Linked DNA regions of Mus musculus: all the other regions are linked to region 1. Evidence: chromatin contacts called from public Hi-C, HiChIP or PLAC-seq and promoter capture Hi-C data. All regions are on one chromosome and are shown on one strand. The core of a region is the stretch at or near the end of the contact, and the rest is flanking DNA. Distances in the headings are between cores, read along the strand shown. Region 1 holds the start of Nolc1 (nucleolar and coiled-body phosphoprotein 1). Region 2 overlaps Sufu (SUFU negative regulator of hedgehog signaling). Region 3 overlaps Sufu (SUFU negative regulator of hedgehog signaling). Region 4 holds the start of Mfsd13a (major facilitator superfamily domain containing 13a). Region 5 overlaps Sufu (SUFU negative regulator of hedgehog signaling). Region 6 has its middle 27 kb from the start of Trim8. Region 7 holds the start of Arl3 (ADP-ribosylation factor-like 3).

What was found. Promoter capture Hi-C pulls out the DNA fragments that hold promoters and counts their contacts. Hi-C and Micro-C count contacts between places; a contact is called where the count stands out from the background. HiChIP or PLAC-seq counts read pairs in DNA pulled down with a chosen protein or histone mark.
Region 2: a promoter capture Hi-C map of the HPC-7 cell line shows a contact between it and region 1, with 3 times the contacts expected there. The contact joins the enhancer-like site here to the promoter of Nolc1 in region 1. A contact is called at or near these places in 13 of 39 promoter capture datasets (the 3T3-L1 cell line, 3T3-L1-derived adipocytes, the C10 cell line and 9 more), 11 of 484 Hi-C or Micro-C datasets (the 63-12 cell line, the Ba/F3 cell line, the C10 cell line and 7 more) and 8 of 115 datasets of contacts at active chromatin or transcription factors (the HPC-7 cell line, astrocytes, embryonic forebrain and 4 more).
Region 3: an H3K27ac HiChIP or PLAC-seq map of microglia shows a contact between it and region 1, with 6 times the contacts expected there. The contact joins the enhancer-like site here to the promoter of Nolc1 in region 1. A contact is called at or near these places in 4 of 39 promoter capture datasets (embryonic stem cells, liver and pre-B cells), 7 of 115 datasets of contacts at active chromatin or transcription factors (the SCID.adh cell line, embryonic hindbrain, embryonic stem cells and 4 more) and 1 of 9 other capture datasets (liver).
Region 4: a Hi-C map of B cells shows a contact between it and region 1, with 37 read pairs. The contact joins the promoter of Mfsd13a here to the promoter of Nolc1 in region 1. A contact is called at or near these places in 18 of 39 promoter capture datasets (the C10 cell line, the HPC-7 cell line, HPC-7-derived erythroid cells and 12 more), 3 of 484 Hi-C or Micro-C datasets (B cells, Sertoli cells and bone marrow-derived macrophages), 16 of 115 datasets of contacts at active chromatin or transcription factors (the 230-238 cell line, CD8 T cells, bone marrow-derived macrophages and 9 more) and 5 of 9 other capture datasets (adipose tissue, embryonic stem cells, liver and 2 more).
Region 5: an H3K4me3 HiChIP or PLAC-seq map of the 230-238 cell line shows a contact between it and region 1, with 4 times the contacts expected there. The contact joins the enhancer-like site here to the promoter of Nolc1 in region 1. A contact is called at or near these places in 7 of 39 promoter capture datasets (the C10 cell line, the HPC-7 cell line, HPC-7-derived erythroid cells and 5 more), 8 of 115 datasets of contacts at active chromatin or transcription factors (the 230-238 cell line, the HPC-7 cell line, astrocytes and 5 more) and 2 of 9 other capture datasets (liver and pancreatic islet).
Region 6: a FOXA1 HiChIP or PLAC-seq map of pancreatic cancer cells shows a contact between it and region 1. The contact joins the enhancer-like site here to the promoter of Nolc1 in region 1. A contact is called at or near these places in 1 of 39 promoter capture datasets (neutrophils), 1 of 484 Hi-C or Micro-C datasets (embryonic stem cells), 4 of 115 datasets of contacts at active chromatin or transcription factors (the 230-238 cell line, embryonic stem cells and pancreatic cancer cells) and 2 of 9 other capture datasets (embryonic stem cells and macrophages).
Region 7: an H3K4me3 HiChIP or PLAC-seq map of embryonic stem cells shows a contact between it and region 1, with 9 read pairs. The contact joins the promoter of Arl3 here to the promoter of Nolc1 in region 1. A contact is called at or near these places in 3 of 39 promoter capture datasets (cranial neural crest, pre-B cells and stem cell-derived epiblast-like cells), 1 of 484 Hi-C or Micro-C datasets (CD8 T cells), 3 of 115 datasets of contacts at active chromatin or transcription factors (embryonic stem cells, large pre-B cells and pancreatic cancer cells) and 3 of 9 other capture datasets (adipose tissue, liver and macrophages).

The regions. Positions count from the first base shown.
Region 1 is chr19:46,074,006-46,078,239 of GRCm38.p6, reverse strand. It overlaps Nolc1 (nucleolar and coiled-body phosphoprotein 1), which reads right to left and starts at 2,393. Exons shown (of 13, transcript NM_001039353.2): 1 at 2,091-2,393. The coding sequence starts at 2,210. RefSeq lists cis regulatory regions at 2,436-2,442, 2,465-2,471 and an enhancer at 2,413-2,484.
Region 2 is chr19:46,446,611-46,450,343 of GRCm38.p6, reverse strand. It overlaps Sufu (SUFU negative regulator of hedgehog signaling), which reads right to left. Exons shown (of 12, transcript NM_001025391.2): 4 at 373-515. Among named protein-coding and RNA genes, the nearest start is that of Sufu, 52 kb to the right of the region's middle. Within about 2 kb of position 2,328, at least 68 of the 459 cell types and tissues checked have an H3K27ac peak or open chromatin away from gene starts, as enhancers often do. A contact at or near this core is called in the HPC-7 cell line, brown adipocytes, cerebellum and 2 more, where this site is marked.
Region 3 is chr19:46,482,507-46,486,137 of GRCm38.p6, reverse strand. It overlaps Sufu (SUFU negative regulator of hedgehog signaling), which reads right to left. Exons shown (of 12, transcript NM_001025391.2): 11 at 2,470-2,538; 12 at 1-283. The coding sequence ends at 194. Among named protein-coding and RNA genes, the nearest start is that of Trim8, 17 kb to the left of the region's middle. Within about 2 kb of position 1,402, at least 152 of the 459 cell types and tissues checked have an H3K27ac peak or open chromatin away from gene starts, as enhancers often do. A contact at or near this core is called in forebrain, liver, microglia and 1 more, where this site is marked.
Region 4 is chr19:46,355,364-46,359,174 of GRCm38.p6, reverse strand. It overlaps Mfsd13a (major facilitator superfamily domain containing 13a), which reads right to left and starts at 2,295. Exons shown (of 9, transcript NM_029186.2): 1 at 2,191-2,295. It also overlaps the pseudogene Gm24610.
Region 5 is chr19:46,465,737-46,469,419 of GRCm38.p6, reverse strand. All of the region lies in intron 8 of Sufu (SUFU negative regulator of hedgehog signaling), which reads right to left. Among named protein-coding and RNA genes, the nearest start is that of Trim8, 34 kb to the left of the region's middle. Within about 2 kb of position 2,034, at least 84 of the 459 cell types and tissues checked have an H3K27ac peak or open chromatin away from gene starts, as enhancers often do. A contact at or near this core is called in the 230-238 cell line, pre-B cells and pro-B cells, where this site is marked.
Region 6 is chr19:46,526,828-46,530,700 of GRCm38.p6, reverse strand. No RefSeq gene overlaps it. Among named protein-coding and RNA genes, the nearest start is that of Trim8, 27 kb to the right of the region's middle. Within about 2 kb of position 1,845, at least 198 of the 459 cell types and tissues checked have an H3K27ac peak or open chromatin away from gene starts, as enhancers often do. A contact at or near this core is called in embryonic stem cells, macrophages and pancreatic cancer cells, where this site is marked.
Region 7 is chr19:46,570,790-46,574,721 of GRCm38.p6, reverse strand. Arl3 (ADP-ribosylation factor-like 3) reads left to right here and starts at 1,540. Exons shown (of 6, transcript NM_019718.3): 1 at 1,540-1,682. The coding sequence starts at 1,680. It overlaps Sfxn2 (sideroflexin 2), which reads right to left and starts at 1,357. Exons shown (of 12, transcript NM_053196.3): 1 at 1,263-1,357.

The DNA of each region.
Region 1 (4,234 bases), core at 1,144-3,643:
TCATTACCAGCACCCAGAACAGGAGACGCAACAGTACCTGTTAACTCCACATACAGAGCTTCTGACATCTCTGGCCTCATAATTTCTAACTATTAACTTTTTTTTTTCTAATTAAATGACTTTTAAAGGCAGAAAGGCAGGGCTAGATAGGTGGCTCAGTGGTTAAGAGCACTGTCTGCTCCTTCAGAAGACCCAGGTTCAACTCCCAGTACTCACATGGCAGCTCTCACACAGACAGACATGCAGGCAAAACACAAATGTGCAGAATAAACTGTAAGCAAACAGAAAGGTGCGAGGTACGGTGGCACGCGCCTTTAACTCTAGCACATGGAAAGGAGAGGCAAGCAGATCGGAGTTTAAGCCAGCTTGGTCTACATAGTGAGTTCAAGGACAGCCAGAACATAGAGACCCTGCCTTAAGGAGGGAGGGAGGGTGCCGAGCAGTGGTGACACACACCTTTAATCCCAGCACTTGGAAGGCAGAGGCAGAGGCAGGCGGATTTCTGAGTTCAAGGCCAGACTGGTCTACTGAGTTCCAGGACAGCCAGGGCTACACAGAGAAACCCTGTCTCGAAAAACCAAAAAAATAAAGTAAAATAGGAGGGAGGGAAGAAGAGGAGAGTAATAATGAGCACTGGCTAGATGGTCCATCAATTCAGAGCACATGGAGTTGGGGGGGGGGGTTGGGGGATGTATTACCAGATCACATGTCAGGCTGTCCCGGCTGAAAGAACTCCCTTATTATGAGACTGACCTGATCTTTCCTTTTGTGGCAAAAATCACCTTTTTGTATTTTGCTACAAAGAAGTAACCTATCTCAAAAGATCTGGTGGCCTATAACCCAAGAGTCCCAGGATCTAAGGCCTACAGCCTTTCAAGGTGTTTCCACGAACACTACAGCTTTTCTTTCATTTTTTTTCCCCCTTATTTATGTGAGTTCATCTTTGCTGTCTTCAGACACACTAGAAGAATGGGCATCTGATCCCATTACAGATGGTTGTGAGCCACCATGTGGTTGGTTGCTGAGAATTGAACTCGGGACCTCTAAAAGAGCAGTCAGTGGTCGTAACTGCTGAGCCGTCTCTCCAGCCCGCTACAGCTTTTCTTAAGGTGCAGAGTAAACATTTTGCTCTTACATAACAGCTGTCACTCACCCCATGTTCCTGTGTGCCTACAATGGAGTTACTACTTTGTGCATTTTTCTCTCAGTGAGTCTCATTCACTCAAAAGCTGTAAATTGGGCTGAGCATGGTGATATACACCTTTAATCCCAGCACTTGGTAGACAGAGACTGAGCTGAGTTCAAGGCCAGTATGGTATACAAAGTGTGCTGCAGGGCAGTAAGGCACTTAGCATGAAGAGGCTGTGACAAGAGGTACAGAAGTTCATATCCATCCTCCACTACACAAGGACTACATGAACTTTGTCTCAAACAAAAGGCTGCTGGGATCATACATGCAGAAAGCCGCAGAGCCTGGCCTAACATCACTACCTGGAGCTCCAAGCTCAGTGCCAACTTAACACAGGCGGACGCTCACTACTCCTAGAGTATACTGAAAGCAACCTATCACCACACTCATTCATTTTTTTCTTTTTAAAAAAATAAGTAAATACAATATGAAGTCCTAGCTATCATTACTTCGCAATTTATCCCTGCACTCACTCATCTTCTTTTGTAAAAACAAACAAGTGTATAAATAGAATCCAAGCCTTCATTACTAAAATCTTTGAGTCTCAGGTAAAACTGCAATTAAGGGTAAGTCCAACAAAAAGTACAGAAGAACCACGCACCGCCAACCCAATGCTCCCGGAGGGATCTAGCGCCACATGTCCTGGGTCACGAGGGACCCATGCCTGTCACCGCTGCAAAAACTCACACCAAGTAAAAGCCGTAATACTCGGAGCTAGCTAGTCAGACATGGTGGAAGGAGACACCGAGACCTCCAGCCTGAGGAAGGTCCGCAGAGAAGCTGGGCAGACAACGGACTGACAGACCCCAGCCCTCGCCTCCTTAACTTCTAAAGCCGACAAGGCCTAGATTAGCTCGGAGAGTCGTCCCACCCCGGCCCGCAGACCAAACCAAGGACTCACAGCGCCGGTCGCTTTTGCAAATTTACTGGCCACCTCCGAGAGTTGGCTATCCCGCAGAAATCTGAGCACAAGGGGATAAAGGTCGCTGGGAACCACGCGGCGCAAGCCGGTATCCGCCATGCTCCGGGTAAAACGCGTCACTACCGTTGCGCACGCGGCACGACTTAAGAACACCAAAGCACAGCCCGGGTCGAGGGCGGGTCCAGTGTCGTCATCAAGTCGCGCGCGGCGCGCAGCGGAAAAGAGTGGCGCACACGAGGTCGCGTACCCTCCACCCGGGAGGAGAGACCCAGACTAAATCTAGAAGTTGCTTCCGGTCCCACACGCGTCATCATCCTGCAGGGGGCGGAGCCCACGAGCCGCCCACTAAGGAGGCGGAGCTTCTACGTCAGATGCCACGCTCCTGTCCGAGGCGGGAAAACTTGCAAATTCCCGCGCATTACCTTTGCTGAATGGGCTTCTTCCTACTGTAGATTTCCAAGCCCTGGCTGCTACTGAGACCTCACAGTACTGAATGGACTAACAATAATGGGTGCACTGGAGAACTCGAGGCTCTTTCAACCCTTCTAGAGGTGTCACCTACTGCTCAAACTCCCACGGACAATGGCTTCCTCCCTCCCTTCACACCCAGTGAAGTCCTTCAGGATACCACCCAGACCCAGACTCAAATCAGAGGATCCTAAAAGTTGTGGTGACAAGGTGTTGGTACCCCACATTGTCTGTCAGTCATAGCTAGGTTACAAGACAGTTATCCTTCCCATCTACAATTCGGAGAACAGGAACACGGGACCATCCCAGGGAAAAGATCAAGAAAAATCCTTTCTTCCTAAAGAAAGAAGTCACAGTGAATTCGGAAAACTTCAGTATCAGCTACTGTCCAGGTCAGGAAGCAATAAAGATGCACTTCCGGTGAATACCTTTCTTTTACTTTCCTCAAAACAGGCGCTCCTTCTAAAAGGACCCGTTATCCTATTTCCCAGAGGTGCTTCTATGCATACACAATCGTTTGTTTGTTTGTTTTGGCTTGTTTTTTTTTTTTCCAAGACAGAAAGGTTTCTCCGTATAGCCCTGGCTGTCCTGGAACTAACTTTGTAGACCAGGCTGGCCTCGAACTTAGAAATCCGTCTGCCTCCCGAGTGCTGGGATTAAAGGCTTGCGCCACCACGCCCGGCCTCAAAATCGTTTTTTTTAAAATACACACACCACCGGGCGGTGGTGGCGTACACCTTTAATCGCAGCACTCGGGAGGCAGAGGCAGGCGGATTTCTGAGTTCGAGGCCAGCCTGGTCTACAAAGTGACTTCCAGGACAGCCAGGGCTACACGGAGAAACCCTGTCTCGGAAAAAAAGAAAAAAAAAAAAAATTCACAAACCAAGATGGTGATCAAAACCAAACTGGTGAGCTTTAATGACACTTAATAGACACTAACCCCAGTTGAGAAAACTTTTATTCTCATAGGTATGGTGGCAAATGATTTTTTTGTTGTTGTTTTGTTTTGTTTTTCCGAGACAGGATTTCTCTGTAGCCCTGGCTGTCCTGGAGCTCACTTTGTAGACCAGGCTGGCCTTGAACTCAGAAATCCGCCTGCCTCTGCCACCCGAAAGCTGGGATTAAAGGCATGAGCCACCACACCCGGAGGCTAATGATTTTAAACCCAGAGTTGAGAGGCAAAAATTGCAGATGTCTGAGAGAGGGAGAAGATAAGAGGGAGAGGGGGGATAGAGAGAGATAAGGAGGTGGAAGGGGAGGAGTTTGACATAGTAACCAGGCCATGATGGCACACACTTTTAATCCATCCCAGCACTTGGGAAGCAGAAGCAGGTGACCTCACGAGTGAGATCCAGGACAGCCAGGGCTATACAGAAAAACCCTGGCTGGAAAAACAAAAAAAAGCAAAACCAACAAACAACTGTACCTCCTTCACCCCACAAGAGTCTGTATCCTAAAATTATCTTCATGCACAGGCCTAGCAGCTCTCACTGAAGAGAGTAGGCAGGAGAACCGGGATTCCAGTCCAGCCTGCACAGCTCTACAGAATTTAGAAAGGGCCGGTGTAAATGCTAGCCGTGCAAGCATAAACACCCGAGTTCAGATCCTTGACACGGCTGTACAAGCAGGGCACAGTGGCTTGCATCCGTAGTCCT
Region 2 (3,733 bases), core at 1,079-3,578, 370 kb before region 1:
TGCCTTAAGTCAGGGGAAGTCGTCCCTAAGGCCAGGGGTGGTCAGGTAGCTGTTCCCACAATAGCGACACTTTTGTGTAAATCTTGAGGACACCAGCTTAACCTTCTTCACCTTGACCTCGTTAGAACTGCAAGCATGAGCTGCAGCTGGGGAGAGTCGCCCACTGGGGAAATAGGACTTAAGCCTGGAGCTGGCTTTCAGCTGGGAAGTCTGTCCTGCCTCTGGCCCTGCAGTGTGAAATCAGATAGCCCACCACAGGGAAAAGAAGACCAAGGGGAGTCTCCTGCCCTTTATTCTCCCCCTCCACGTTCCCCTCTGTTCTGGACTTTTCCCACAAGGATAAACTGTCTGAGACCTCTGATGGCACCTCACCTGGAGGAAAGTCACTACCCCAAAGGGTGTCCGCACAGGCTGCATCTGTGGGTCCTCCGTCAGCAGCATGTGCTGAATTCTTGACTCACTGTTATCCAAAGGGCTGTGCCAAGACACATGGTCCCCGCTACAGAAGGTGTTCTCTGTGGAGAGACAGACAGGAGGACCCTCAGCATTTGGATCCAGGCCTGGAGACTGCCCTGAGACCTCAAAGCCCAGGTTGGAAGGCTCCTCACTCCCCAGGCCTCCTAGAGCAGCCGGATGCACCCACTCCCAATACAAGCAAAGAACTACAGCTACTCCCCAAACACCAAATGGTCCAGGATGGCCCAATCTGTTTGACTTCACTGGAAAGGGTAGGCTGCTGGTGTGCATACTCACTTGGCCTAGGAAGGCCAAAGACTTGCAGTGTCTGCTGGGCTTCTCCAGCCCCACTACCCACGGGGGAAGGGCATGAGCAAGAAGCCAAGAATGAGGTGCTTTCCAGTGGGGCCAGCGGACCATCAGAGGGTAAGGGAGCTGGGAACAGTGGGAAGCCTTCTTGGAAAAACAACCCAGGATTTCTCTGCTGGTGAATCAGCACAGAAAGGAAACATGCAACCCCAGCCCTGGAGATCCGCTGCCAGTCTCCCACAGGCAGACTGAGGATTTCTGAGGATCTCTGGAGACTTCAGGTAAATGGAGGTCAGGATAGTTCCTTGCCCACCTCAGCAGACTGTACAGCCTCAGGGGTGGGGAGTGGGGGGGGGGGTGCCTCTGTGACAGCACAGTAACACAAAGGCCCGTTACTTAAAAATAAAGTACCAGAAGTAGGAGGAGCACATGCGTGTAATCCCAGCATCAAGAGGGAAGGCAAGAGGACAACTGAGTTGAGGCTAGCCTGGGCTACCTGCCAACAACAAAAACCCAAACAGAACATGTCTATGGCAGCAAACCCTTAGGGAACATTCCCATGTGGTATAAGTCACCCCCAAACCTGTCTCTTGTCATGAACACTCAGCACGCGTGGCTTTAACCAGTTCACATGCAACCACAGGTGCCCAGGCTGGCCCCCAATTCCCTATGCAGCCGAGGATGACCTCAAACTCTGAACCTCCTACTTTCATCTCCAAGTGTTGAGGCTACAGACATGTGTCACCATACCCAGTTGTGGATTCCTTTTTAAAATGTGTATGACTGTTTTGACTGCATGTTTGTTTGTGTTCTACTTAGGTGTTTGGGTCCTGAGGATATCAGAAGAGGTACCAGGTCCTCTGGATATGAACTTTTAGACATTTGTGAGCTGCGATGTGGGTGCTGGGAATCCAATCTGGGTCCTCTGGACGAGCAGACAGTGCTTTTAACCACTGAGCTATTTCTCTAGCCCCGACCACGCCCAGTTTCCTGTGATGCTGGAGACACAGCGCAGGGCACTGGGCAAGCTAGCTGAGCGAGCTCCATCCCCAGCTCCCCTCCGTTTCTTTTCCTTGAACACATGCAAGGACCCGAATGCTCACATTTCACCCAGTTCCACATCTTAGAGCTCATTCACACCTGCTTGCACAGAGCCTCCTTTGCTGAAGGTCTGTGGCCTATGTCAAGGCAGAACACGTCACACATGCCAGGCACGCGTGCACACAGCAGCCCAAGCCCAGAAGTTTCTGCCCTCACTTGCCTTGACTGTCTTGTCTTGCTCTGAACTCTAATTCCTTCCTGTGTCACCTAACATTACCCAACCATCTTTCCCAGGCAGATGCAGGCTCGGGGAGTTGCCAACACTTCCACAGTGTTCATTCAGGAGGGGAGGGAGAATGCTCCTCCAGGGGACCAGAGGAGTGACAGGGAGGAGAGGGCGGAGCTCCTGAGAAAGCCTTAAGTTCCTGGACTCCTGCTTACATACTCCTGCTTACACACTCCTGAATCTCCCCCTCTTCACTGCCATGTCTATAACCAGCATGCCCCCCCACGCATACACATGCAGATATCATATTACACTTGCAATAATCCTGAGCCCCACCTCTCTCCTTTTCCTGCCATGTCTATAATCAGCATGCCTCCCCCAAACGCACGCACACGCAGGTATCATATTACATATGCAATAATAAAAATTGAAAGAAAAGAGAGAATCAGGGTCACATAGTTTACAGGAAGCTTGGCTTACATGAGATCCTATCTGTAGGAATAAAGATGAAAAGACAGAACAGAACAAAACAACACAACACTAGTGTCTCTGAGACTTGGAAAAACATGTCACAAAATTCAACGCAGACAAAACCAAACCAAAACAAACCACTGAAACTTGGCCTAGATGGGCGCTTCTCATTCTGGGAGAGGACTCTAAAAACCTGCAGCTGATAGATATTATGCTCAACGGTAAACCAAAGACTCATTTCCTTCTTCCATCAAGAGCAAGACAAATGTTTTCTAAATATGAACAAGGTTCTAAGCTCATCTCCTGGAACTGAAGATAAACACAGAAACAAGACAAGAGACAGAAAACAGAGGTGACGGGCTCGGCCTCCCCAGGCCGCTGCCTGTCAGTCCAGTGCACTATTGAGAATCAGACTCAGGGCCTCAACATGCACGAGGCTAGTGCTCCACAGAGAGCCCATTTTTGCCAGCCTGGTTTCAAGCTATAAAGCTACAGTATCAAAGTGAGTAGAGTCTGGCACAGGCGAGGCACTGGATCAGAAAGCACAGTTGGGAGCACTGAAATAAAGCTGCACACTGATGGCCATTCATCTTGACAATGGAGCCAAGACACTCAAGAGGAGGGGAGGGGGGAGTCTTTCCAGCAAATGGTGCTGGAACAACGGGCTATCCAAATTCAAAGGACTCGAATTGGAACTCTTCCTTATACCATAAACAAAAATTGACTCAAAATAGATCATAGACCTAACTGTGATAGTTAAAACTGCAAAACACTTAGAAGAAAACAAAGATGTGTCAGATTAGGCGCTGGTTCCCTGGATGTAACACCAAAGGCACAAACAACAGTGGACAGACAGATTGAGCTTCATCAAAATTAAAGCCATTTTGTGCTGTAGCCATCGCCATCAGGAAAGAAAAAGAAATGCAAATCAAATCACGCCCACTTTACATCTATTAGAATGGTAATTGTAAACAATAACAAAAACAAATCCAGAAATGACAAGTATTGGTGCCTGATGTGGAGAAATTAGAGCCCTTGTACCCTGCTGGTGGCGATGTCAAATGGTACAGCTGCTATGGAAACAGTATAGCAGGTCCTCAAAACCTAAAAAACCCAGAATTACCACATGATCCAGCAATTCCAATTTGGGGTACGTACTGAAAGAACTAAAGCAGTGGCCTGAACAGATTGTGTGCTAATGCTCACTGTAGCAAAAAAGTGGAAGCCATC
Region 3 (3,631 bases), core at 153-2,652, 410 kb before region 1:
TGGTCACTCGGGCTGGGCTGCTAGGAGTGAGGCCCCTGGGCCCGAGGTGGGTGGGGCCTGGGATGGGTGTGGCACTCTGCAGTCATCCCCACACTTGCCCTTTTATTCATGGGTGTCTCCTTTACAAGCTGTCACACTGGAAGTCACCAGGAGCAGCTGGGCTCCTCTTGGCCCCTGCAGGGCACAGCCCAGGCTAGTGCAGTGGACTGTCGAACACCACGTCGGGGAGAATGGACACTTTGAGTTTCTTCTCAGGCCAGCTGTACTCTTTGGGAAGTTTAAACTGTGAAGAGAACAAGAACAGGCAGAGTGGTGGGTCAGCTGCCTCCTAAGAGTGTCCAGAGAGGCAGCACGCGGGACACCCTGTCCCTAGGCTGCTGGGGACAAGACAGGTGACTGGAGACCTCTCAAAGGCTAGCCTCAGGTTGTGTGTGCGTGTGTGTGCGTGCGCGAGTGCATGTGTCTGGTCTAGGCACTCCTTTCCTCTTGCACGGCCAGTACCTCAGCAGACTGCAGGAGGCATGCTTAGGCTCTTTGCATAGACTCTCTCCTGCTCTTTTCCTTGGTTCTGCCTTGAGCCCAAAACATGTAAGGAATCTCTTCCCTGGGGCCCTGGGGCTGGAGGACAGGGGACCAGCAGGGTGTAGATATTACAGGAAAGGTCTGTCATCGCCATGGACTAGTTCTGAGTCTAGAATCTGTCCTCTGTAGTTTTGTCAAAGGGTCCACAAGAAAGGAGAGCTGTTCAGCCCCCAAATCAGACTTGGAGTGTGACCCCACTGGGAGAAGTTCAGGGTGAAGGTGGTCTGCGTGTCACCACCCACTGCTCCCTGTCACCCTGCTTCCCAGGGCTCTTTGTTCAGAGTGACCCCAGATAACAGCCAGGGCCTTCCAAACTAGGATCAATGACTGTCTTGTAATTTTGCTTCTTTCCCACACCTGGGGTCTTTGGCGAGGAGGAGAAGCTGACTTCTGGTTCCTTCTGGATTCTAGAACCTTGTATGGAGCCCAGCACACAGTGGGTGCTCAATAGATCCTCCCTGACTTGGGTTCCTGCAGAGCTCTTAAGCCCCATTGTCTCTGGGCTAGGCTGGAAGTCAGAGCCAGGCACAGGAGGAGAGAATCATGTTCTGGCCTGCCTGAAGCTGGGCTGGAGGTGGACAAACGGACACTTCCCGGCTGCCTTTTCTCTCTTGGGGGACTGTAGACCCAGGACAAAGTGGAGACTGGGGCAGGGTGTGGGGATGGCCTCTGGACAGGAATGAGGCAGAAGAAGTCATTTTTCGTGACCTACTTTCCTAAGCTCCCCTTGGCTCCTGTCTCTCCTGCCTGGACTGTCCTCTTCCCGCCCACTCAACACCCAAGCTCAAAGCAGCAGCCTGGCAGAACGCCACTGCAGTGTGACAAGACCTCTCCGGAAGCACTTCTGGGCAGCTGGCTTTGGCCTGACTGAATCCGGGAGCTAGGCCTCTGAGGCAGTGACTTGTAGGGGTGACTGGCTGGCACAGAGTGGGTACTTGATAACCTTGGACTATGCAAATGAATGAATGAATCAAGCTGGATCCCTGGGGCAGGGGGAGGGAAGGCTTGGCTCTATTGGGGTGACTGGCTCTGAGAAGTTTCTAACTAACTGGGAGGTGAGGTACTTTGCCCCGAGCACATTAGGGCAATGGAAGGGAAGGGGGTGATCTCTGCCACAGGCAGGGGAGGGTGGGCCAGAAGATCCCTCAGGCCTCGGAGGCTTGCTATTTACCCCACTACCCCATGGATCCTGGGGGCCAGGAAGATCCGCCTGCCTGCTGCCTGGGCGCTGATGGTTATAGGAGAAGGGACTTTCCAAGATGAGGTAAGTCCCTGCAAACGAGGAGGCCAGGAACAAGGAAGAAAAACAAAAGGGATTATAGACTCCATTCCTGCACTCCAGAGAAGGAGCCAAGGAGAGAAATCACCCCACCTGGCCTGCCAGCTCCCCACGCTCTCAGCTAGCCAGGAAGAGGCTGAGGGAGGCAAGCTAGAGCTGGCGAGGGAAGGGAGCGTGGCACTTGGGTGGCCCAAGGCAAGAGCAGGAGTCCCCTCCTGCCCACGAGAGCTCCCAGCGGAATGTTCTCTGGCAGCAGGCACGGGCTTTCTGTTCAGAATCTGCCAGGGAACAGCAGGGGCTGGGGAGAACTCTAGCCCACAGGCCCTGGCTACTTCTTCAATGAGGTTCCCAAGAGCTGGCGATTCAGGGTGCTGGGTGTCCTCACAAGGGTGGGGGCTGGGCAGGGCTGACCCATGAAGCCCAAGAAAAATAAAGTCATTGAACCTTCTCAGGGGTTCCTCTCCAGATTTATGCCTGTACTTCTGAAAACAGTCCACAGATGGGTGAGCGCTCGCACATGCGCACGTGCACGCACGCACACACACACACACACACACACACACACACACCCGGGAGTCCTCTATCAGTGAGAAATGAAATAGGCTCACTTCCTCTGGAGAGGTTAGATCTTCTAAGTCCTCCAACATCTTCTCTACAAACTCTTCTGTCAACAGAATCTGGGAAAGAAAGCAAAAGACAGGGTTTTAATTATTATTATTATTTTTTAATATACAGTCTTTTTTGCCAACTGCAAAGCAAGGGGGGTTTTTTTTAGCTGTGGAGGAGGGATGGCCCAAGGATTAGTTCTAGGGACAGAGGGACGAACTCGAGGCTTCCAGAAAAGACTGCACTCTCGCCCCAACCCCCTCCCCCCCGCTAGGGAAGGGCAGAGAGGGGGGGTGAGGCAGTGAAGGAAGGGAGGGCATCTGGAAGGTGGACAGCGCTGGCCTCGGAAGGGAGCCGGAAGGTGGGCGGAAACCCACCGCTTTGGGCTGTTTGGCCTCTGTGTGTTTCGAGGCAACAGAGAACAGGGAAGCCAAAGGCCGGCCGTGGGAGAGCTCCTGCCACCCTCTTCCTTTGCCTCATCAAGCTCTCGTGTTCCCCTTTTCCCAACCACGCAGGGCCAAAACAATCCGTGTGACTTTGGAGTACAAGCCCTGTCTGCGATCTAGACGAACCCCAATGGTGGATGACAAACCCTGGATCCTATCTCTACCACTAGGGGCAGGGAAGCAGGTCACAGCCAGACAAGAAAGACCAAAAAACCCAAGCCTTGGAGAATGAGAGCCTGCCTGGCTGCTCACAGAGGCAAGCAGTCTCTCAGGTTCCCACTGCAGCCATAGAATTATCTGTCAGGGCTGTCCCAGCAGGCCCCAGTCAGCAGCTATGCACGTCTAGACTTCTGGGATACCTCTTCTCTGGGTGTCTCCTACCTTCCCACTTCACTGCTTTATTCTGGTGCCTGTTACCCACAAGCTTTGGTGTCCAAGCCAACTAGCCCCACCACTTGGCTGGAGTAACCTCATCCTTATGCCCTAAGCAAGCTTTCTCGTGCTTCTCGGTCCTCGCTGCCCTTGTCCACCTGAGCCGTATGTAGAGGGTGCAAACGAAAGTGAAGGGTTCCTCTCAGAGAAACCTTCCCTTTCAGAAGCTGGCGAAATCAAAAACTTGAGAAAATACCCATTAAATTTCACTTGGGAGTTGTTTCCACTAGGAGGGCAGAAGTTTCCATGAGGTAAAGTGAGGCAGCAAAGGAAAAAGGAAGGAAAC
Region 4 (3,811 bases), core at 1,046-3,545, 280 kb before region 1:
TGGAACCAAGAAGTTCTTTTTTTTTTAAACAAATGTTCCCAACAGGTAGTAGCCTATGAAAAACCTCATGGGAATTTTTCTTTATGGTCATGTCCACAGCAAATGAGAAACTGCACTCTAAAAGCCTTGGTAATGACCATTAACCAAGACGTTCTAAACAGGTTCTGGCTACAAACCTTGGCACCTCTCATTTCACCATGCACCCACTTCCACAATCTTTTTGCTTTGAGACAGGGTCTCTCTGTGCAGTCCTAGCTGTCCTGGAACTCACTCTGTAGACCAGGCTGGCCTCAAACTCAGAAATCCGCCTGCCTCTGCCTCCCAAGTGCTGGGATCAAAGGCGTGCGCCACCACTGCCCGGCTCCACTTCCACAATCTTATGAAATCTTGCTCCCTCAAAGCCCTCGCCAGGGTCCTCATACCCCCCAGGTTCGCCCAATCAGGTATTGTCTACCTTTTCCAGTCCCCCTGCATCCTGGGAATGAGTGCTTTCTCTATTTCCCTCCAGCTCAAGAGCCCAAGAACAAGGCTAGGCCACTCCTCCTGCAGATCCCTCCCCCAAGCCTCTGCTCAACACCTGCTGAGTCCATTGTCCCCCAAGGCCAATGTGGGTGTCCTCTGCCTTACAAAGGGCAGTCACAGGAAAACAAACACCCACAGCCCACTCTAGGTGCTCTGATTGGCTGTGGGGTTTGGAGAAGCAGTAGCAACCTCGAACCCTATAGCAAACCTGTGCATTGAGGCTGCAGATGTACGAGGGCAGTGTTGGTAAAAGCCAGCAGTAAGTTACAACCCTTTCACCCAGGACACAGTACCAAGCTAAGAAAACAAGGGCAGAATGTGACCCAGGTAGTAGTAAAAGGGGCCAGACTAAAAAGGGAGTTTGTAAGCCTCCACCAAGCTTCTATCAAGATGGAAGACACCCGCTGAGGGTAGGAGACACAAAAGCATTTCTCTCTTGAGGAGCCCTTCGGAGATACTTCAAGATCCTTCTCCTAGCAGTCCACTCTCCAAGGTTTCTGGGAGATTAACAACAGGAAAGATTGGCCAACCGCAGCAACCTCTGGTGACAGAGTACAATTGAGGGAGGAAACCAAGGAGTAACCGGCTGGGCCCGGAAGGAAGACTATCAGGAGGAGGAGGGTAGGCGGTTCCCACTCCCTTCAGGAGGGAGCCTGTAGAGACCACAGAGGGGAAAAACTACTAAGTAATACTGTATGTATCAGCAGTGCTTGGGTCAAGGATGAACGCTATCCTCACGTAGCCACAAAACTTGTTCCCACGTCTGTGGAAAAAGCAAATCTGTTTGCTGCCTGTCCTGCCAGTATCGAATGAGCAGGTGGAATTTCAAGTCATAATAACAAAGCAAATACTAGGCGTGTCATTTTCTCAGCAAGCTGCTGACTGGATTGTTAGCTGTTTCACTCCCTGGTCAGTCTCCGCAGAATGAAGGAGCCCGCAGGAGAGTTGTTGAAGGAGCCCGACTCTCTCCCGCGAGTTAACAGGTTCACCCTCCTCGGATGGAAAATGGAGTTTTCACCCATTGCCAGAGGGACTTTCTCGGTCCTTCACAGGATTTTATGGTGGCACGAAAGTGTCAGAGCCGACTCACCTCAGAATCGCTGGCCACTTCTAAGTCTCTGAGGAATTAACTGGGAATCAACCCAGGAGCTTTCTACTCAGAAACACGTGTAGTGGTTTTCATTTCGTTTGCACATTACCTGAAGAGCTAGCTATTCTAGAACACCTAGGCTCGGACCTCGCTCAGACCTCTAAAATTGGGATCTCTGGAGGTGATGCCCAGCATCTTTTAAACTATCCAGTGGTTCTACTCTGCTACCAGGTTTAAGGGCCACTAGGTCAATGAGTGAATCCCGGCCTGAACCATTGCATCCATGAACTCAGATTCCTCAAGGAGCAACCTGGACGGTGCATCCCCTTTTCTTACCCCAACAGAGACCTTCAGCGGGGATTCTACACTTGCCCCTTGGTCCCAATTCCTCCTGACCCCAGAATTTTCCAATCCATAATCTGGCACCTTAAGGAACCGCGCAAAGTGTCCCAATGACTCAAACAGCGCAACGCATTCCCGCCCCACCCTCGGGCTGGTCCTTTGTATCAGATCAGCCCCGGGGTCCGGCCCGCTCCTCCGGGACCGGAGAGGTCCTGGGCCGTGGGCCAGCAGCTCACCGCAATCCTGGCAGACGATGCCTAATTCCGCGGCAGCGGGGGAGCCAGGTGCCAGCCAGTGCGCCTGCGCGCTAGCAGCCTTGGGCTTCCCCAGTCTCTCCCTCCGCCCCTTCCCAGCTATTGGCTCCGCACGGCTCTCCCGATAGCAGCTCGGGCAGGTGACCGCGCCTGAGGCTGTCGCTGCCATGTTTGTAATGGGCTATTTCCCTTAGGGACCCAAAAGAAAACGGGCATCAGGCAACAGGGGCAGGTTGCCTGGATTCCTGAAGTACTTATCTCCTCTCTCTTACCTCCACGAAAACTGTCATTTCAGCTCAAAGCAAGTTCCTCTTGGGGACTCTCCCTTCTCTTCCCCGATCCTAATTTCAGAAGATGAGAATTTAGCAGAGACTACCTACGGCTGGATTGTGAGCCTGCGAGTGCAAAGTCCAGCTTGAGCTGTGGGCATGAGGAATCAAAGGAATGGAGAGCCAGGGCAGGAGATGGTAGACACAGGCACTTGGCCATTAACCCACAACCCATGCTGCCCGACTTCTTTGTAGTGGTAGTAATAAGAATTAGAAGACGAAGCCGGGCGTGGTGGCGCATGCCTTTAATCCTAGCACTTGGGAGGCAGAGGCAGGCGGATTTCTGAGTTGGAGGCCATCTTGTCTACAGAGTGAGTTCCAGGACAGCCAGGGCTACACAAAGAAACCCTGTCTCGAAAAACCTAAAAAAAAAAAAAAAAAAAAAAAAAAAAACAAGAATTAGAAGAGGAAGTAATGCCTGATTGTGCCTTTCTGAAATTCCTGTTGTTGTTGTTGTTGTTGTTGTTGTTGTTGTTGTTGTTGTGGTGGTGGTGGTGGTGTTGTTTTACGAGACAGGGTTTCTCCATGTGGCTCTAGCTCTTCTGGAACTCACTATGTAGACCAGGCTGGCCTCGAACTCCCAAAGATCTGATAATTTCCACCTTCTGAGTGCCGAGGTTAAAGGCATAGTCTGTAATTCTTGCTACATAGAAGGCTAGCCTGTGCTGAATACAGAGTGAATTAAGGGCAATCCGGGCACTTTAAACCCTATCTCAAACTAAAAACAAAAACAGGGCTGGCGATACACACACATAAAAGAACTGCTCAGCCACCTACTATTATGTACTTTGCAGGATAGGTGCACCGTTCCAAATGCCTCTTCCTCAAATTATACATGGGAAGTAGATGCTATTATTTCCACTTACAGATGAAAATAACCACTGGGTGCTGGTGGCGGCTGCACATACCTTTAGTCTTGGCACTGGGAAGGCAGAGACAGGTGAATTTCTGCTTTCAAGGCCAGCCTGATCTACAAAGCAAGTCCCAGGAAAGGTAGGGCATACAGAGAAATCCCATCTCAAAAACCAACCAACCAAACAACCAACCAAGCAAAAACCCTGAAGTTCAGAGAAACAGTCAATGAATTGTTTCTGTTTTTCGAGACAGTGTTTCTCTCTTTAACAGCACTAGCTGCCCTAGAACTCATTTTCTAGTCCAGATTGGTCTTGAACTCACAGAGATCTTCATGCCTCTGCCTCCTAAGGGCTGGGATTAAAGATGTGCACCACCGTGCCCAGCCTTCAACAAATTTCATACAACCAGATGCCCAACCA
Region 5 (3,683 bases), core at 785-3,284, 390 kb before region 1:
GGTGACAGCTCTGAAAGGACCTTGTCTGCACTTATCCTGGACCCAGGATTCAGCTGCCTCTGGCCAGGTCAATTCCCTGCTGAGCGAAGGTTTTAAAAGGTAGACCAGGATTAAATGCTGGGAAGACCAGATTAAAGGCAAAGAAAACCCCTCAAGGCTTTTGCTTCCCTGAGGGAGAGAGTGGCCAAATCACCCTGTCCTCTGCCTCCCTGTATATCTCCATCCAGTGGCCTTTTAAGCAGCTCGGTGGGTGAACCAATCTCTCCCTGGCAGCCTCTGGCATCCCTAAGGCTGCTTTTGCATCTTTTTCTTGGCTACGTGGCCCCAACTTTCAACTACATTCTTGACAAGGTTCTGAAATCCTCCATCCGTTCAAGCCACCCTCCCCTGGATTCATTTGAACTCGTCAAAGTTAGAGTGTCGTGCCCAGAAGTGAGTGGCATGTGTGGAAATAAACACAGTATGTCCTCTAAGCCGTGCGGATCTCAGAGGCTGTGACCACTCTTGTCTGAGGCAGTTTATTTCTATTAAAATTGTCATCAAATTGTCTTTCTTTGTAACCTCATCTTACTACCAGCTCATACAGCACTCTGCCAAGTGAAATCTTACTCAGGTTTTCTCCCACAAGCTACCCTCTCCTGTCCTGTCCAGTGTCCAGTGTGGATTATGTGACAGTAAGAACAGACTTCTCTGTTATCTGGCTAGAGCTGTAGGTAGTGTGGTCGATTCTGAACCTCACTGGTATCCATCATCTCCGAATTCCTTCCAGACTTCACATCATCGACATAAACCATCAACTTCCTATCATATTTTCAGTCCAGTCATTGATTAAACTGAGAACAGACCTGGGCTGGGCAGACAGACTCACAACACTGCTTTTTAGGTATGCTCATCCAACCAATTATAAATGAATCCACCTTTCCCACCACCCTACTGTACACTCTCTGGACAGCTCCATTTTCTTGTAACAACGTCCAGAGCATACCCACGAAGTCTGCTGGATGCTACCTAGGCAAGGCCACAGCAGGCCTCTCATCTCACCAGACAGGTAAGCTTAGAAGCCTGACTCCGTCTCTTGGGGTTGTTTTTCCAATAGCATTCAAATTTCCTTGCTGAATAATCCAGTCCAGAGTTTTCCTGAGAGGACAACAAGCTTACTGGTCCAGAAAATGCAAGTTGCTCTTACCAGCCTGGACTTCTACACGCCTCCAGTCTGCTGGCACTCACCTCCTTTACCCCGAGACCATCATGACTTTATTCTGCTAATTCTTCCAGTGTTCTGGGGCCACAGTGATGTGAAGCAGGGCTTCTGCCCCGTGTGGTGTGGGTCTTCCTAGGTTGACATCGTTTGGTTTTCGATGGATACAGAATACAGTTACAGTACATGGTGCTTCCTGTCACTGCTCAGCCAACTCTGTCCAAACAGTAAGCCCTAGGTCTTCCCACTCCAAGCCAAGTCCTTTATGCCAGTCACACTTGCTTTCAAGATCCAGTCCTTGAATTTCAGCTGTATTTATTATTGCACCCCCACCCCACCCCCACTTGATCTTTCAGGACAGAGTTTCTCTCTGTAGCTCTGGCTGTCCTAGGACTCACTCTTCAAACTCAGAGAGCCATCTGTGTCTGCCCCCACGGTGGCCATTATGCCCAGCAAATTCTAGCTCTTCTTGACCCTGCTACTTATATCTGTGGTGGTATAATACACCTTTAGATATTATCCATATTCTTTTTTAAAAACCTGAAGTGTGTGTTTCATTCTCTACATACCTACACTGGTATCTAGAGCTACCATGCTTCCTTTGGGTTTTCAGGGAACTGTTCACAATAATACTGAGATACCACTTGTTTTGGAAAACTACTATTGTGTGGAGTGTGGATGTCTTGGTGCACATGTGGAGGTCAGAAGGCCTCTGTGGAGTCAGTTCTCTCCTTCCACTTGTACCTGGGCTCATTGCACAGCCAACACTTACCCAGAGCCACCTCCCTGAGGCAGAGACACCTTATACTGAGTGTGGGCAATGGTGCTTCCTCCTATGCTAAGCTCTTCATATACATCACTTCCTTTCATTTTCATAACAACCCTATAAATAGGAGTTATTTCCCTCACCTTAAAGATGAGGAAACGGAAAGCCAGAGACCTTAAGTAACAAGCCCCAAGTGCACACACAATGTGCACATAAAAGCTGATGTAACACTTCAGCTCTTTCTGATGCTGAAACATTTTAAACACCTCCCACTACAGGGATGGGGAAACGGCTTAGCTGGTCATGTGCTGTGCTGACCTGAGTTCAGGTCCCCAGGCACCCTTCTAAGGGGTAGGCCCCATATGGGGCTGGAGAGATGGCTCGGTGGTTAAAAGCACTTATTGTTCCTGCAGAAGGTTGGTTTCTCAGCCTCTAACTCCAGTTCCAGGGGACTGGATGCTCTCCTGCTCTCATGTGGGTACCTGTACTCATGCAGAGTTATACATACACTTTTAAAAGCATCTTTAAAGCTGGCATGAGCAGCATGTGACTATAACTCTAGTGCTGGGCAGGATGGCAGAGACAGGAGGATTCCTGGAGCTTACTGGCCAGTCTAAGCATGGGGTTCAGTGAGGGAAACAGCAAAGATTCCCAATGTCTATTTCTAGCCTCCACGTGCGCGCGCGCGCGCGCACACACACACACACACACACACTTTCTCACACATACACTACTCTACATACATACACAATCTCCCATATCTTCTCCAACTTTAGAACTGTGTGTGTAAGCTTGGCCTGGAACTCCCTATGCAGCTTAGGCTAGCTCCAGGCTTCCCTGAGCTCTTACAAGAACTGCCTCCCTGGAATACAAGACTGTGCTTCTCACAATTTTAAGAGCTGCTTCTAGAAAAATAGACAGGGCAAGGCTAGATTTAATAAGCCACTTCTCAGATCAGTGGTTCACAGAATGCTGGTATTTTGGACTAAGGACTACAGAGGAGAACCAACTGGTTTCATTTCTGTCAGCTAGCATATTTGAACCGGTTAAGAACTCCATTTTCACTGAACACCCAAATCCCCCGAGGCTCTGAGGATGCCTCTGGGGATCAAAGGCCAGGTGTCATCTGAAAGGACTCTGGGTTTCCCCGCCCTGAGCTCTGCCTAGTGCAGCCTCTTCCTTCCAAGGCCGTGCCAGCCTACGCCATCACTGCTCGGTGGTTAGGAGGAGATCCACACTGAGCCCTCACTGCTGACAGGATGCTCCCAAAGGTCTGGCTATCATATCAGAGAGTTCTCCGCTCACCACCACACAACTCATCTAGATACCAGGGAAGCTCAAGTTCCTCTGGGGCTCTTTTGAGGATACAACGGTGTTTTTACCTGGAATATGTCATGCGTCCTAAGTCTTTCCAAGGGCAGGCAGCTCACACAACAGTCTGCCTGCCTTCCTTCCTTCCTCCTCCTCCCCCTTCTTCTTCCTCCTCCTTCTTTTGGTTTTGTTCTGTTTTGTTTTGAGATGGGAATGTTACCACTATAGCCCCAGATGGCCTTCAACTCATAATTCCCTTGGTTAACCTCTCCTGGCTTCCCGTTGCAGCTGCTGAGGTTACAGGTACGTGCCAGCGGGCTGTTTCTGCTACAGCTTAGAGCCAAATGGTCCTACAAGGCTCACTAGCACAGTTCCTGGTACTCCAGGTTCCCTTCTGAGACAACACTG
Region 6 (3,873 bases), core at 596-3,095, 450 kb before region 1:
TCAGCCCTGTCAGCCACACGGGGAAGCAGACTCGTAGGACTTTTGACTGTAATGACATCTGGAATGTAAGGGGAGCTGGGAGGTTTAATTCCAGAAAAATTACAAGGTCCTTAAAAAGCCCTCACGTCGAGGGCTCAGGCTAGCATAAACAGGCTTTCTCCAGCTCAGTGGAGCAGGGAGCAGCCGGCTCCGAGATTAGCTGATTTCTCTGCAGAGGGGATTTCTAAAGCTCAAAGAATTCTGTGTTTAAATGATCACAATAGGCCGATGCTATCAGATTTTAAAAATAAATGCAGCTGTGCCATGAACCTGCTCCACTGAGAAAAGCCAGGCAGATCGATTCTGAGAAGAGATCAATTCTTACAGAGCTGGCAACTAGACGGTGTGGGAAGGATCTGCTGCAGGCTGAGAGCATGGGCTGGGCCCCTCCCCCCCCCCCAAAGCCACTCGTCCCATGCTGCGCTCTTCTACCCCTTTCCAGCAACCCTGTTGTGGTCTGATCAGAAGGGATGGTACCCCCCTCCCATTCGTTCCCCCACTGCCAAAGGAGTTTGCCTGAGCCCTCAGAAATCCCAGCCTCAAACCCTGAAAGCAGACCAGGGCATAGCCTGCTCCTGAATTCAACTGTTCTGGGCAAGAGCTCAGGGCTTTTCAGAGGATAAATAAGAGGCTATCCAATGCCTGGTAGGGCCAGGGAGGCCAGCTGCCTTCTCATCCTGGGAGGTGGCCCTTTCCAAGCCCACCACGGTGTGGTGGCAAAGACAGGAAGTGCCACAGAAGTCCCTGCTCCATGGTACCCAGCTTATTCTGGACTCTGGAGAGGGAGAAACTTGGACAGTTTGAAAGGTGGCCAGGAGGAAAGCTATCAACAAAGGCTGGGGAGAGGTGTGGGGTAGCAGTGCACAGGCACGGGCCTGTAAAGACTTGCAAGACAAAAGAAGGTGAGGTTTTTAAACCTCAGCTAGTTAGCCCGCCGCCTCTCCCATCGACTTCTCTAACTCACCCGAATCCCTCTAGCTTTGAAGGGTGGCAAACAGCTATAAAGCATCGGAAATGCCCCATCTCAGGCCACCAGATGTAGCTTTGGCCCTTGAGACTTGCTTTTCCTTACAAATATGCTTCAGGATGTTGTCTGGGGGGCTGGAAGCCTGCTTTGAAGTCCAGTTTTGGAATGCTGCACCAGGGGACTCTCTCTGACTTTGGAAGAGCTTGAGTTGTAATGCATTTTTGGTCTCTTACCACCAACTAAAGGAACTGTTCTAAACAGCCCCGACCCCCACCCATACCCCCACCCCCCGGCTCCAGCTCATAGGCAGAGCGACTTGCCCTGCTCTGATCGCTGTCTCTGTAAATGTCCGCATTTGCTTCCCAGCTAGAGACACCAGAGACAACTGTGGTTGTCACAGGCTTTTATCTTCCCTGTGAGCCCTGTTGAACCCTCCGGGGGCTCCGGGGATAAATGAATGGAGCCTGAAAACTGCAGTTTGAAAGCTCCCATTTGTAAAACCAGAATGCTTGTAAAGTCCCGTTTCCTTCTGCCGTGCCACCCCTGCCCCCTGTGGCCATGGCCAGAGAACAGAGTCTGAAGCTAGAAAGGGCATGCTCCGCCCCTGTGCCTCCCCCCCCATCCCAGTGAGCCCTGGTAAGACTTTTGCTCTGCGCACCATTGCTTCTGAATGTTCAGGGGGCGAGGGCCGAGGCCAGAGGGCAGGCAAAGTCCACAGTGTATACTCCAAGCAGTTGTGGGAAAAACCGAGCCCTGCTCTCACCCTCCCTGTGTGGCTCCTTTTGGCTGGATTCCCTTCGCCCAGTGCAATACACCCTTTCCCCTTCGCTCTCCCTTGGTTACTATGGAAACAAGGGTGTCATTGATGTGGGGCTGAGCTGGGGAACATGTCGGTGCACAGCTGAAAGTCAGCGATTATGCCGGTGGTTCGCTCTGCCCGGTAGAAAAGTCCACAGCCTGAGATGCTGCAGAAGGACAGTCTTACCGAAGCCCTCCCCCACACTTCCCTCCCTCCCTCTGTCCCCTGTCTCTGACGATTTCTTTATTCCCCTCCGGACTAAAGTGGTGGCTATTTTTATGCCAGTCCGTGCCCCACCCTCACTGTTGGCCGCTCCTTATCCGGCCTGGGCCTGGAGAGAGTGACACCATGTCACCCTCACCAGGCCCAGTGTCTCCATTCCCTTCCACAGTGCGCTTTGATTCCCCCCTCCCTCTCCTTTTCGGGATGCTTCTTCCTTTATTTTTAGCTCTGCTCTCCATGTGGTTTCGGGGTTCGGTGTGATCCATCGGAAGGTTCTTTTTTTTTTTTTTTTTTAGTCCCTTTTGAAAATGATAATCAAAGGAAGGGACGCGGTGTTTGGTCACGTGGAAAGCTCAATGTATAATTTAGACGTCTGTCAAAAAAACGCAACAAATAAAATGTAGCTGCAACGAAGGCGGTCTTGGAGTGGATTGTGATCTCTGCTGGAACTCCAAGAGGGCCTAAGCAGCTTTGCCCTTTTGGAGGTTAGGTTTCCTCAAGGGAGGGCTGTTTTCAGAAAAAAAACACCACCACCAGGTGATATGAAAACCACCACCACCGCCATTGCTGCAGCAGCAGCAGCCACCCGCCTCACCTTACCCCTAGCCCCATGCACCTCCTGCGTAACTAGGCAGCACTAAGCCCACTTTGCAGTGGAAGAAACAGAGAGGCCTTTGCCTCAGCTAAGGAATTTGCCAGCATCACAGCTCCTGTAAGGATTGGTGGAGCCAGAAACCTAGGTCCCCTGCTGTCTCTAAAGGAAAAAAAAAAAAAAAAAAAAAAAACAAAAAACAAAGAAACAGTACCACAGCCCACTTCAGTCCCAGCCCTCACCTCCTGCCTGTTCAGCAGCTGCCTCCCACAGCCCTCTGCACCAGTTGTCCCCTAGGCTAGCACTGCCTGCTCTTCCCGGACTCCCAGTCCCCAGGGCCTCAGGTCCTCTCATCACAAAAGCACAGTTGCACATCTCTTTCCTTCCTTTGCATAGGTTCAGCCCCATGGATGGCAAAAAGGAGGGAGCCGTCAAGAACATTAGGGCTGCCAGGGACACTTGCAGTCACCTACTGCCTACTACTGAGTCCTCTTGCTGGAAGCTGCCCAGAGAAAATGCTAGCCTTTGGAAGGGCAGCCTGGGCTACTTGAAACCCCATCTCAAAAACTCAGAAGTCTAATGGGGACACTCATGAAAGGTGACAGGCTTAGAGGGCTATGGTCTTGCTCACCCCTTCATCTACTCCTAGGGTCCCTCCTTACCCACAACAGAGGGTGAGCAACCGGCAGGAGAGGGAAGCCAGAGGCGAGGCGAGAGGAGAGAAAAGGCACAAGGTGTCCGATGTGTCACCGGACATTCAGTTCATCTTGAATTTCAAATAAAGACTAGTTTTTACTTCAGCTGTACTCCATACAATATTTGGGACTTTGTTATAATACTCAGGAAAACATTATTTATCTGAAATTAAAATTGAACTTCCATTCTGTTTTGGTTTTTTCTTTTGATAAACCTGATGTTCCTACCAAGGACTAAAAGAGGACTTGTGAAGAGCAGTGGGCTTGCATCCTCAGCCAGGCAGAGTGGCACAGGCCAGTAATCCCAGCACTCAGGGGCCATGTGCCCGTAATCCCAGCGCCCAGGGACTAACAGGCTCAAGACTAGCCTAGGTAACATAGTAAATTATTTCAAAACCAACACAAAATGTCCAGCTATGGTAGCACACGACTTCAATCCCAATATCTGAGAGGCAGAAGTAGGAAGATCTCTCTCTTGTGGGTGGGCTCAGGAGCAGCCTGGGTTATGTAGACAACAGGGAGAGGAGCTCAGAGTCCATGCCTGGAAACCTGAGTTCAG
Region 7 (3,932 bases), core at 291-2,790, 500 kb before region 1:
GTAAAGCAAATAGTTTTAAAGGTTTTATAGAAAGTTCTTTACTTGGTTGTAAAAAAGACCTGAAAGCTTCGCACTATGTACCCAGTGCCCAGAAGTACCCAGGAAGGAGGCAGTCCTGTGCAAATTTAGGGCCAGTATGGTCTACATAGTTTTGTTCCAGGCCAGCCAGAGTTCCATAGTAAGACTCTCAAAACAACAACGACAACAAACCTGAAAACCCATACTGGAAAAATCTGCCTTTGTTTAAGTAATGGCAACTAGGTTGGTGAAAGAGGTAACGCCTGAACCCCAGATTAAACTATTGATAATAATAATAATATGTCACCCTTTCTTTGCGACAGGAATTGCTCTCTATGTACGTGACATACATGGACCTGTAAGATAGATAACAGGTAAACACACATCAACAGACTTCCAGAGATACCACTTCTACCTAAACTATGAGCTGTTGGAAGAGTTCTCTGCTTATTAACAGGTATAAACAGCTCTGAGGTGTGGGGTGTAGTGTATGTAGGTCGGTGGCAGAGTGCTTGCCTACCCTGTACAAACCCCTGCATTCTGAGTTCAGTCCCCGGGGGCAAACAGCACTCCTACCTGGGCCACAGTGTTTACAAGCAACACTATAAAATAGTTTACAAGTAAAAAAAAAAAATAGTTTACAAGTTAGTTCAAGTCCGGACTCTTATCATCTACAATAACCGATTTCTAGGGTTGTAAGGAAATTAAACCTCATATAAAAAAAAACATTCCACTAGGAAGAATGCAATTTCCACGAAGGCAGGTTGTCGGGAACCAACATGCCACAAAGGTCCTGTGGTCGGCCCTGGGCGTGAGAGGAGCGGGAGGTAGCGCTTGCAGTCTAACCCGGTTTAGCAAAATCCAGCAGATCCCAAACAATCTAACACTCCCGCTGCCAGCTAACCTCAATGCTAGGGACCGGTCCCCAACCTCCCTATCTCTCGCCCTCTCTCAGGCGACCTCCCCCAACACAGTACAAATCACCTATCCTGGATTCTAACAAGAATGTGGAGATAGAGACGTAGCCGCAACTCCTGAGCCCTAAAGCCTGGCACCCGAAGACAACCGGGGTCAGAAGGGAAGAATCCATTGGAGCCCTGGTGGGTCCCTCCGGCCACGCGGCTTCTGCAGATGCAAGTCCAGCACGCAGCGCCTGGCAGCCGCAACAGAGCAGAACCACGCTCCCTTCGGAGGCGCGGGGATTAGGAGTAGCTGTGCATTTGGCTGCACTTGCGAACTCTTACCTGGTCCCAGAGGGATGCACCCCGCGACTGCCACCAGGCGAAGCTGACCAGGAAAGCAGAACTGAAGTGTCGCGGCTAGGCCCGGGAACCACCCCCTCGCCCTACGCCCCCACTTCCGACCAATCAGAGGCCACAGGCTCCGGCCAGCCACGTGGGCGGCTTTGCACCTCCCGCTGGGTCGCTCACCAGCCCGCCCCGCCCTCCCGCCCCTCCCGAGACCGCCTGCGCAATGGGCGGGCGCTTTGGCGCGCTTGCGCACTTTGGGTAGAGAGGAGCAGAACCCCGCCCCATCCCGCTGCTCCGTTCCTCCGCTGTGCGTGCGAGGGACGTCAGGGGCGGCGCCGCAGCAGTTACCCCTGGTAACGGGGGAGGCAGGAGGAGGAGGCGGAGGAGGAGGAGGAGGGACTCGGCTTGAGGATGGTGAGTGTGGGGGCCCTGGCCCCTCCAGAGCTGACCAGTCACCCCCCCTCCTTTCACCAGTCCCAGGGCGGGGCGCTGCGCGTAAAGCCGAGGAGGACGTGGGATGGGGCTCGCCTTGATCTTTGGGGTTCTAGATCGGTTTCAGGGGCGAAGGAGGAGCCCCTAAAGTGGGCCTGGAGGGAGGCCTAGGCCTGGAGAGAAAAGAGGGGTTTGCGATAGATTCGAGGCATGGAGTGCTTGGCTAGCGGGGAAGCCTGGGCACCATCATCTTTCTAGGGACTGGGATGAAGGCGACTCTAGAGCTGCGGAGATCAGACCAAGCTCTCAGATCTTACTGCAGAGTCGACCTCTCGGCGCCTCGGGACTGTGGGGTTCATCTGAGAACCAGCCAAAAGTGGGAGAGGCGCGGCTCTACTGTCTTTGAGATCACCCTGGCAGCACCAGGGAGCTGTAACCTGGCTTTCCTAGATGCTCGCGTCTCTGAGTGAGAGGTGTGTAGGGAGTAAGTCCCAGGACAATAAGAGGTACCGCTGGGAATGGATGTCTCTGTGGTGGGTGCGCTCCTGCAGTCCCAACTTAATCGCTGAAAGTTCTGCGAAGAAATAATGGTTGTTGATGAGCGATTTTTTGCTCCGTATTTATTCCATGTAGATAGAAGCAAATTAACCTCCCGTGTCCTAGCTTTTCCTTCAAATTTGCAGTGTCCTTTTGCCTGAGGCCACAGGAGGACCAAAGGTCTTCACCTCAAACTAAAAAGAATGAACAATAGAAAGTGAGCATCAATTTGAAGCAAGCCTTGTCTCCGTTAACCTTAATTAAGGCTTTTCCAAAGTGTATGATGTGTGACAGATTTTTGACCAGAAACACTCGGTTCCTTGTTGATTTTTTAAAATCGTTATTTTATTTAATGTATATGTATGGGTGTTTAGCCTGAATGTATGTTTGTGCTCCACGTGTGTGCCTGGTGCCTGCAGAGGCCAGAAGAGAGCTTTGGTTGCCTGGAACTGGAGTTACGGATGTCTGGGAACCATCGCGTGGATGCTGGCAAATGAACACTGAGCGTTGCTGAACATCTCTCTGCCCTTGTTGATTCTGTACGCGGTAGATGGAGAGTAAAAATGAAGTTATGGGGAAATGAATATTTTTAGAGCTAGTCAAAGAAAACTTGATATTAAGGCATTTAGAACAGGTTGGTTGGCTTACTAACTGCTCCGAACAGGTTCCTGTTGCCCCCCCCACACACACACACACAATATTTTTGTGAAAATATTGAGGCATTTCTGTTGACTTAAGAAGCAAAGCCTAGGGCTGGTGAGATGGCTCAGTGGGTAAGAGCACCCGACTGCTCTTCTGAAGGTCTGAAGTTCAAATCCCAGCAACCACATGGTGGCTCACAACCACCCATAATGAGATCTGATGCCCTCTTCTGGTGTATCTGAAGACAACTACAGTGTACTTACATATAATAAATAAATAAATCTTTAAAAAAAAAAAAAAAAAAAAAAGAAGCAAAGCCTAGGGCTAGGGGTATAGCTCAGTGAGTAGAGGTTTGCTTAGCAAGCACTAAATCCTGCATAGAACTGAATGTACTAGTACTTGCCTACAATCCCAGCTCAAGATGGAGGCAGGGGGATCAGAAGAAGTGCAAGGGCTACGTATTGATTTCCAGGCCAGTCTGGGATAAATGAGACATGTTCTCAACTAAAGAAGAAAATAGACAGACAGGCAGGGGGGAAACTACACATCTTCTTTGGTCATACTATTGAGCAAGTGAATTTTGACAAAAAAACAAAAATTCACAGTGTCAAATTGTTAAGTAGAATTATTTAATCTGAGGTTGTCAATCACACTTCACACTTGTTACATTTACAGCTCTGCCTAACCTCGGGCTAAACAGATTTTAACTAGTGTTTTCTTTTTATTATTTATACATGAGCTGCCCATTTAAAGGCTAAGTTTATCTTAACAAATGAGTACAGATATAAATATTTACACAGAAAATAAGTGGATTTGAGAAAGGAGCCCTGTAACCCTGTAACCTCAGCACTTGGGAAGTAGAAGGAGGAGGAGCAGGAATTCAAGACCAGCCTGGGCTACATAAGACTCTGTCTCATAATAAGTGGGTAGTTTTTAAATTAATGAAAATAATTAGAACCGCAATTTAAAAGCCTTGCCAGGCTGTGTGTGGTGGCTCATGCCTGCAATCCCAGTCTTCTCAATGCGAAATTAAGAGGATCACTAAGAGTTAAG